3 separate regions of the Sus scrofa genome follow, and regions 1 and 3 are each linked to region 2. The links are chromatin contacts, called in public HiChIP or PLAC-seq maps. All regions are on one chromosome and are shown on one strand. The core of a region is the stretch at or near the end of the contact, and the rest is flanking DNA. Distances in the headings are between cores, read along the strand shown. Region 1 holds the start of MTF1 (metal regulatory transcription factor 1). Region 2 holds the start of GNL2 (nucleolar GTP-binding protein 2). Region 3 holds the start of C6H1orf122.

Region 1 (2,700 bases), core at 69-2,568, 240 kb before region 2:
TGCCTCCAGCACTCTGTCTGAGGACATGTGTGTATGCATATGCAAACCCTACCCCACTTCCAACTCAAATGTGGCTCACCTCTGGAGCTGGCCACTAAGCCTTTGAGGCCAATACAGTGGCGTGAAAATGAAAATACTGAAGAAATTGTTGTTCTGGTGAAACAAGTGGAATTTTCTGGCCAACGAATCCTCCAAACTGTATATAATGCATTCCCTCTCTCACATGTGTAATATATTTTAATGATAAATATATTTTTAACAGTGGTGTTTGTTTTTATCTTTTAAGAGGTGGCAGCTCTCAGCAGGTGGAAGTTTGTGGCTTAAGCACTGGGACAGCTGGTCAGGGGCCAGAGAGATATTTGCCTGGCAGTCTGGTGTTAATAGCCACTATTCACATTTTTCAAGCAAGAGAGTACAGGCATGGCTGCAACCCCTTGACCCCTAATCTAGTGTCTAAGGGTTGTCCCACTCTGAATATCCTAGAGAAGTAGCTTAAAAAATAGGCAGTGGCTGCTGAGAAGTTCTGACAGCTACATCTTCCAGGCATTTACAAGTCAGGAGCCGAGTGAAACCTCTTCTTGGAACACCACTACTTACTGTTCCTTGGGAGTGCAAAGTGATTTAGATGTGGGCCAGTAGGATGACAATGTGAAAGGGAATGGCCAGTAGGTGGCGCTGCCTTAGCCTGAGCGCGAGTACCCTGGAAGTCGACAGTCTCTTCAGGGAAAAAAGTTGGAACAAACGGTCTGGACAGGTGGGTGAGGAGGGAGTTGGGCGTCTTAGAGCATGTGAGACGGGGAAGAGGTGGAGGCATCCTCTGGCCAGCCTTGGAATACTCATTTCTGCCTTTGGGGTCCAATCTAATTTTCTTGGGCTCTTCTGCCCATATTAACTTTATTAGGTGAGGAGGGGAAGCTGGGGCCATAGTAGGAGAAATGAGGAATATCACAATTTTACAGGCTTTCCCCTTGCGGTCCCGGCTGGAATTCGGCGGCTGTGGTCCTTCTCGTTGCATTTGTGGCTACCAGGGTGAGGGCAGCGCAAACTGGGTTGAGGTTACTTTGGATTAGTGGTTGGATTAGCGTCCGGTGCCTCTGGAGCGGATCCTCGACTCCGTGAGGAGAGCGGACAAGGCGAGCCTAAGCCCGCGCGGGACAAACACGCTCCGCGAGGTCTCCGCGATGCCCTGCCCCGCCTCTCCCGCTCGCCAATTGGAGGCTCGAGCTCAGCCCCCACACCAGCTAAACCAACCAGAAGCGCCAGGGAGAGGCGGAGCCCATATCTGCTCCTTCCTCCGGAAAGCGGAAGCGGAAGTGACGTTCGGGGAAGGTGGGGGCAATCATGGTGCCGCTGGGGAGGGGAGAAGCTGCTGCCGCCGCCGCTGTTGCCGGGAGCCGCGGAGGTAAAAGGCGAAATTAGACGCGGCCTGGGCTGGGGACTTCCTGGGGGGCGCGGGACTTAGGCTCCCTCCTGAAGCATTTCCCAGTAGGGACCCCAGTCCGGTCACCATAGGGACCCCACCCCTCCTCCGTTTCCATGGGGATGGGTATCCAGCCCCCCTCCCCTGTTTCCATGGAGATCCGGACCCTGCCCCTCTCCGTCCGGCTTGGAGCCCCCCAGCCTGTCTTCGGGTTTTTCCGTGTAGCCCCGGACTGGGGGTTATCCCAGACAGGTTCCTTTTCCCAGCCTCCTCTCAAGGGTGCTTCGTTTGTACTTCTCGTTTGCTACCTTCGAATCTCCTGGTCTTGTTTGTTCCGGACAGTTGGTCTCCGCGTTGCCGCCTGTGGTGCCGGGTCAGCCCAGTGGGGCCCCCGGTACTCTTATCTCTCCTCTCAGATGCAGCGAAATGTGCATCTACCGGGTTGCGTAAGCCAGAGCAAGGGGTCGGGCCGGTTCCTCCCGGATCAGATCCCTTGGCCTGTCTCTGGTAACTACTACTCTGTTTAGCTGCCCTACAGCGTTAAAGGTTCACTTTAATCCAGAGCAGAAGAGAAAGCTAAAGTGCAAAGCCAGACTGAAAACTAAAAGTGATGTGCTAAATATTTTAAAATTCACTCCTCAGTCTCCCAAAGCTACATTTGTAGAACCTGTGTGTTTGCAGGTAAAAGAAGAGTCACTATAAATAAGACTCATCATTCCCTCATTGTAGAAAGGACACTATAAAGCATAGTTACTAGTGGACACCAGATTGTTTTAGGAGAGAAATATATAAAGTGATCTTCACTAGATATGCCTGATTAGGGATCAGCCCCTCTACCCATCTGTTCTTGGAAGGAGGGAACAAATTCACACTTGAGTCCTCCAAGGTTGTCAGACATTGTGCCTTGACATACATAATCTCTTTTACTCTGAACAACAATTTCTTGAGAATAGGAATTACCAGTCTCACCTTACTTGTGAGAAAAACTGAGGCACAGAACATTTACCCCAGTAGTAGTAAGTAGTAGAGCTGGGATTTGTGGGTAGGTGACTCTGCCTCCAAAGCCCTGACTATTCCACCCTAGACTTACTGTCTCATGGTCTGATTTGGGGGATATTTGGGGGGAGTGTCCTTTCTTGAAGATTTATAGCAACTCAGCCTTGAAGCACTTTGCCCTTATTTCCCCTAAAGTTTTTTGGTGTTTTTTTGTTTAGTTTTTTTTGGGGGGGGGCGGTGGCCATACCCACAGCGTGGGGAAGTTACTGGAGCAGGGATCAGAC
Region 2 (2,700 bases), core at 184-2,683:
TGTGGAGATATTCCCATCTGCTAGTGACTAAATGTTATGTATTGACAAAACTTATGTATTGAAACTCTAATCCCTGATGTGATGGTATTGGGAGGATAATTAGGTTTAGATGAGGTCATGAGGATGCAGCCCATGATGGGATTAGTGCCCTTCTAAGGAGAGGAAGAGACCAGTGACCTTCCCCTTTCCCCAGCCTGTGAGGATACAGTGAGAAGATAGATGTCTACAAGCTAGGAAGAGAGTTCTCACTAGGAACCAAACCATGCGGGCACCCTGACCTTTGACTTCCCAGCCCCCAGCATGATGAGAAATCAATGTTTGTGGTTTAAGCCACTCAGTCTATGGTATTTTTTTATAGCAGCCCTAGCTAAGATGTCATCCATTCATTCCTTCATTCAGTGAATATGTATTTAGTCCTTACTATATTTCAAGGTTTTTTTGAAGTCTTGTAGACACAGCAGTGAACAAACTTTTGAGGTCTCTACTCTCAAGAAGCTTGCAATCCAGTTTGGGGGAAGCAGCCGATAAACTTGGAAACAACCTAATTTCAAGTAAGAATAAGTGCCATGAAATAAATACAACCAAATACTATAAGCGAATAACTACAGAAGAATGGGAGATGGCTGAGTTAGACCAATTAGACAGGAAAGACTTCTCCCAGAAGAAAGGGTTGCCGGATAAAATACAGGATGCCCAATTAAATTTGAATTTCATATAAATAATAAACATGTTTAGTATAAGTATGTCCCAAATATTGCCTGGGGCATACTTATACTAAAATATATTCCATTGTTTATCTGGAATTCAAATTTAACTGGGGAAAGAATAACAAATTTAATTGGGCAATCCTGTTTTTTTATTTGCTAACACTTGCAACCCTACCAGTAGGTGACATTTGAGCTAAGAACTGAAAGATCAGAAGGAACTAGCTATGCAAAGGTTTAGGGAAATGATGATTCAGGCAGAAGGAACAGCCAGTGTAAATGTCAGAATAACCAGAAGGAGGGAGGTACAAATGAGGTCAAGTAAATACGCAGGGACCAGATCATGCAGAATTCTGCAGGAATGGCCAAGAGTTTAAATCTCTCTCTCTTTCTCTCTCTCTGGAATTTTAAGAAGGGTGACAAGATCTAGTTGGTATTTAGCTGCTGTGTGGTCGGCGACGTTTGGAAGGGCTTAGAGGACAAATTCAGAAGATAATTAAACTCAAGCTTGTGTCATTGACCTGGGAAGAGGCACCTAAGTTTGTGCGTGGACTCCACTAGCGGTTCTAGGCCGCGCGTCCTGGGTAACCAGGCGGTTGCTATGGAATGTAGCTTGGCGGTTGCTAGGGAGAAAGCGAGGCGGGGCTGGACGCAAGGAAACATCTAAGAGGCCGGCGCGGGGGCGGAGCCAGGAGTGCGGCGGCGCGCGTTCGCCGGAAGTCGTTCGGGGGAAGCACGGGGTGCGAGCGGAAGTGACGTCGGCCTGCGCACGCGGTCCAGCGTAGTTCGAGCGGGTGACCTCGGTTCGTTTTGGGAAGTTAAGAGCTGTTTTACCTGACACAGGCCGGACCCAGCACTCCGGTCCCCGTCCCTTCGGCAAGATGGTGAAGCCCAAGTACAAAGGACGGAGTACTATCAACCCTTCTAATGCCAGCACAAATCCCGGTACAGGCAGCGGGGCTCGCGGAGGGTGGGGCTTTGGAGGAAGCTTGGGGGGAGGGACGCCGGGTGGTTTTACATGAACTGAGCTCAAGCAAAGTGGCCTTTGAGGATGAGAAGGAGGATAATTCCTTGTTCGGAGGCCCTGAGGAGGGCTGACTCTGGCACGTCCGTCAAGACTAGATGCCAGGCAATGGGTCTAAAGCCGGGAGAAGTGAACACTCAGGCCTGGCAGTCTTAGGGCGTCTCCGACTGAGAGGTGCAAGCTCCGAGTTGTCAGGGGGCTCTTAAATGTGACTTCTTGTGTTCCTGTGTGTGTCACGTGTTGAAGCCCCTTCCCCAATATAGTTCAGTCTTGTATGAGTCCAGCTCTCCAGCTCAAGGAATTACTAAAAGTAAATTAGATGAAATCAAGACTAAAAGGGATGTAGCCCGACCCAGCTGGCCTTTTGCACTGGCCCACACTTGCCTGCCACCTTTGCTTTGACCATTGAAATGAGAAAGAAATTGTAGATTTGGCTCTTGGGGTCGTCCCGTCTGGTAAAGTGCATAGAAAACGCTGCAGATAAATCACTACAGTCATTTCAGTAAAGATGTTTTTTAAGATGTGTGTGAGGTTCCACCACAAGATGAACAAGATAACTTTGGGGGGAGTCCCTTCCATTCGGGTTTGGTTAATAAAATGTATTAAGATATGGCTTAAAGGTTTTTTTTAAATTTTGATTCATGTTGAATGTTTTCCCTAGATTGCTGATAAATTATTCCGCTGGTGTAGACTGGAATTTTACAGTTAGACCCGATAAGGCCGTTACAGACCAAGACATGATAGATGAAGAGACCTAGCCAAAATAGGGCAAGTGGCTTGTCACAGTTGGTACAGTTAGTGAGTAGTAGAGCCACCAGTCCTGTGATTTCAGTCTGTTTTCTACTGCATCACTTCAGGAGTAGACAGGTGACTTGAGAAGCCAGGCCAGTATGCTCATTTGTCCTTTTTCTCTCTGAGGTGTAAGGCAAGAATTACTATTTATTTGCTGTTGATTACACTGAGATCAAACAT
Region 3 (2,706 bases), core at 190-2,689, 190 kb before region 2:
AGAATGTGAAATAATGGTGTTTGCTTAATTGCTCATTTTGTAAAAACTTAATATTGTACTTTAAAATATCTGCTAAGAAGTGAAAATTTAACTTTTTGGAATTGAAAAAGCAATATTAAATACTAATGAAATCCTAATTAAATGCTTATTTAAACCTGGTAGTATCTGTGGCATTTTTTTCCCATCCCTGCCCATGGTTGTCCATTTTCAACCGCTTCCCCCCATCCCCAGGCATCAAAGTCTTAGACAGGGGACAGAAAGGAAAAGGTCGGTCACCAGGAGAGTCTGCAGGTTTCCTTTTAATCAAGGCTCTGCTAAAAGTGTTTCCTGGGGCTAAGAGCCCCCAAAGCATGAAATGGACATGTAACACCACCTGGATCCCACAAAGCAGGCCAGACCACTCTGGCAAGCACTGCTGGCCTGCCCAAATCCGGATAATCAGACTGGGTATTCGCTGGCTACATTTCAAAGCTCAGCACTGCCTTCGGCCAGGATGAAGTGGGAGTGAACCCAGCTGCCAGCAGAGCTGCCACCCCAGGCTGAGAGCCAAATACCAGCCACTGCCAGTGAAGACTGGCCCCTTTATTGAAAGGGAGTTGTTCAGAGTCCAGCCACCAGCCCCGGGGAGGGAGAGAAGTCAGGGCGCCCCGCTCGGAGATGGTCAGGGCTCCGCAGCTCCATCGCCAGCATCCTTTGGAAAGCCACCTCTGGTGGAGACAGCTGGCTGGGAGGGCGCTCCAGGTTTGGCTGAGACGTTCTGATTGGAACAGGTTGGGGGGGGGAAAAAAAAGTGAGGCTGGGAAGAAAGGCCCTGGATTAGGCCCCCGCAAGAGATGGCCACTTGGCATCTGGATAGCACTTAACTTTTTCAAAGCCTCTCATCCAGATGAAAGGCAGTGGGGGTAAAGCGGTGGGGACACTCTTCCACCCTCCAGGGAAAGCTAGGGCTAGCAAGTGCGGCCAGTGGGTAGTCCCCACCTCCCAGGCCCAGCCCGGGGTGGGCACTGACCCCGCCACCAGCCGGCTCCGGGCGCCGGCGGCCCAGCTGCCGCAGCATCTCCTCGCAGGCGGCGATGGTGTCCAGGAGCTGCCGCTGCCGCTGCTCCACCGCGTCCAGCAGCTGCTGGGCGCGCTCATCCCGGGGCGGCTGCGGGGGTGGCCTCCCGCCGAGCCCCAGCCCCGCCTTCCCACGGTCCACGCCGGCAGCCTCCCTGCCCGGGAGAGAGCGAGACAGACGGTCAGGGCCGGCGCTTGCGCGGGGTCAGAGCCCCTTCCCCCCTCCCCGACGGGCCCCCTCTCACCCCCGTGACCAGTCTGAGCCCGGGCCCCATTCCATCTCCGCCTGCGCGGCCCGACCACCGCCCCCCTTTCGGCCGCCCCCCCTCCCCAGCGCTGCGCCAGGGCTCCGCAAAGCTGCGCCCCGCCCCGTCCCCACCGGTCTCCTTCAATCCTCCTGGGGGTCGCGGTCCCTTTAAGTTGCCCGGCGCGGAGGTGGGGCCGAGCTTCTCGAACCGGAAGCTGAGTGGGCGCGTCACTTCCTCCCGGAAGTGGGTCTGGGCGGATGTCTCCGGCGCGTCCGTGCAGGGGGCTGAGGGCCGCGGTGGCTGCCAGCATGGGGTTGAGCGAGGGGCCGGCGGGCTCCGCCCGGAGCGGGCGTCTCCTCCGCCCGCCGAGCCCCGCTCCGGCAGCGCCGGGGGCCCGGCTGTTGCGGCTCCCAGGGAGCGGGGCCGTGCGGGCCGCAAGCCCGGAGCGCGCCGGCTGGACCGAGGCACTGCGGGCCGCCGTGGCCGAGCTGCGCGCCGGCGCCGTGGTGGCCGTTCCCACCGATACGCTGTACGGCCTGGCCTGCTCCGCGAGCTGCTCAGAAGCACTGGGCGCCGTGTACCTCGCCAAGGGCCGCAGCGAGACCAAGCCGCTGGCCGTATGCCTGGGCCGCGTGGCCGACGTCTACAGGTGAGGCCGCCCCGACCCGGCCCCGCTGGGGGCGGCACCGCGGGAGGGGTTTCCGGTGACAGGCTTGGGAGACTGAGGCGCAGAGAGCGGGAGGGGCTTGTCCATGCTCACCCAGGAATCCGGAACTGGAAACGTGTGCGAAGCACTTGGCGTCTGCCAGCCTTAAACGAGCTCGGGGGCGCACCGATAATTGAGGCAGTAGGGGTCCCTATTCTGACGCTTTCGTGGTAATGGGGGGGGGGGACTGCCACGGTTTAAGAAAAAAGCGGGGGACCACATTGCTTAGTTTAATAGTGCCATGAAGAAAGTAAAACATGGAGCGTGAAAGCGCTGTAGCTCGGAGACGAGAGGCATGTGGGCTCCAAGCTTGGGATGCTCCACTGGTGCCCTACCTTCTGCTCAAATTCTTGGGGGCTTGAAGAAAAAAGACAGGTGGATCCCCTTGTAGTCGCTAGGGTCACCTTTTCTAGATCTCCCTAGAGTCTGGAATAGGACCAGCAGTGCCTTTCGTTTGGTTGGATTTGTGCCCACTTTGTTCCCAGGTACTGCCATGTGAGAGTACCTGAGGGGCTCCTGAACGACCTGTTGCCAGGACCAGTGACCCTGGTGATGGAACGCTCAGAAGAGCTCAACAAGGACCTGAACCCCTTCACTCCCGTGAGTCAGGTTCTCTTGTGTCCCCAGACTCTTGCCATTTGGCTTTTGCTAGGATCCAAGTCAGACCCATTGCCCACCCCTTCCAGCCTTTCTGAT

Evidence for each region. HiChIP or PLAC-seq counts read pairs in DNA pulled down with a chosen protein or histone mark.
Region 1: an H3K27ac HiChIP or PLAC-seq map of alveolar macrophages shows a contact between it and region 2. The contact joins the promoter of MTF1 here to the promoter of GNL2 in region 2. A contact is called at or near these places in 1 of 5 promoter capture datasets (fetal liver), 1 of 47 Hi-C or Micro-C datasets (epiblast stem cells) and 1 of 2 datasets of contacts at active chromatin or transcription factors (alveolar macrophages).
Region 3: a contact with region 2 is called in an H3K27ac HiChIP or PLAC-seq map of alveolar macrophages. The contact joins the promoter of C6H1orf122 here to the promoter of GNL2 in region 2. A contact is called at or near these places in 2 of 2 datasets of contacts at active chromatin or transcription factors (alveolar macrophages and skeletal muscle).

Annotation. Positions count from the first base shown.
Region 1 is chr6:93,883,022-93,885,721 of Sscrofa11.1, reverse strand. MTF1 (metal regulatory transcription factor 1) reads left to right here and starts at 1,318. Exons shown (of 11, transcript NM_001243544.1): 1 at 1,318-1,402. INPP5B (type II inositol 1,4,5-trisphosphate 5-phosphatase) reads left to right here. Exons shown (of 25, transcript XM_021095974.1): 25 at 1-251.
Region 2 is chr6:93,644,713-93,647,412 of Sscrofa11.1, reverse strand. It overlaps GNL2 (nucleolar GTP-binding protein 2), which reads left to right and starts at 1,433. Exons shown (of 16, transcript XM_021095967.1): 1 at 1,433-1,649. The coding sequence starts at 1,586.
Region 3 is chr6:93,832,499-93,835,204 of Sscrofa11.1, reverse strand. C6H1orf122 reads right to left here and starts at 1,439. Exons shown (of 3, transcript XM_021095979.1): 1 at 1,302-1,439; 2 at 1,010-1,211; 3 at 280-757. The coding sequence starts at 1,336. The coding sequence ends at 662. It overlaps YRDC (yrdC domain-containing protein, mitochondrial), which reads left to right and starts at 1,429. Exons shown (of 5, transcript XM_021095978.1): 1 at 1,429-1,953; 2 at 2,496-2,610. The coding sequence starts at 1,562.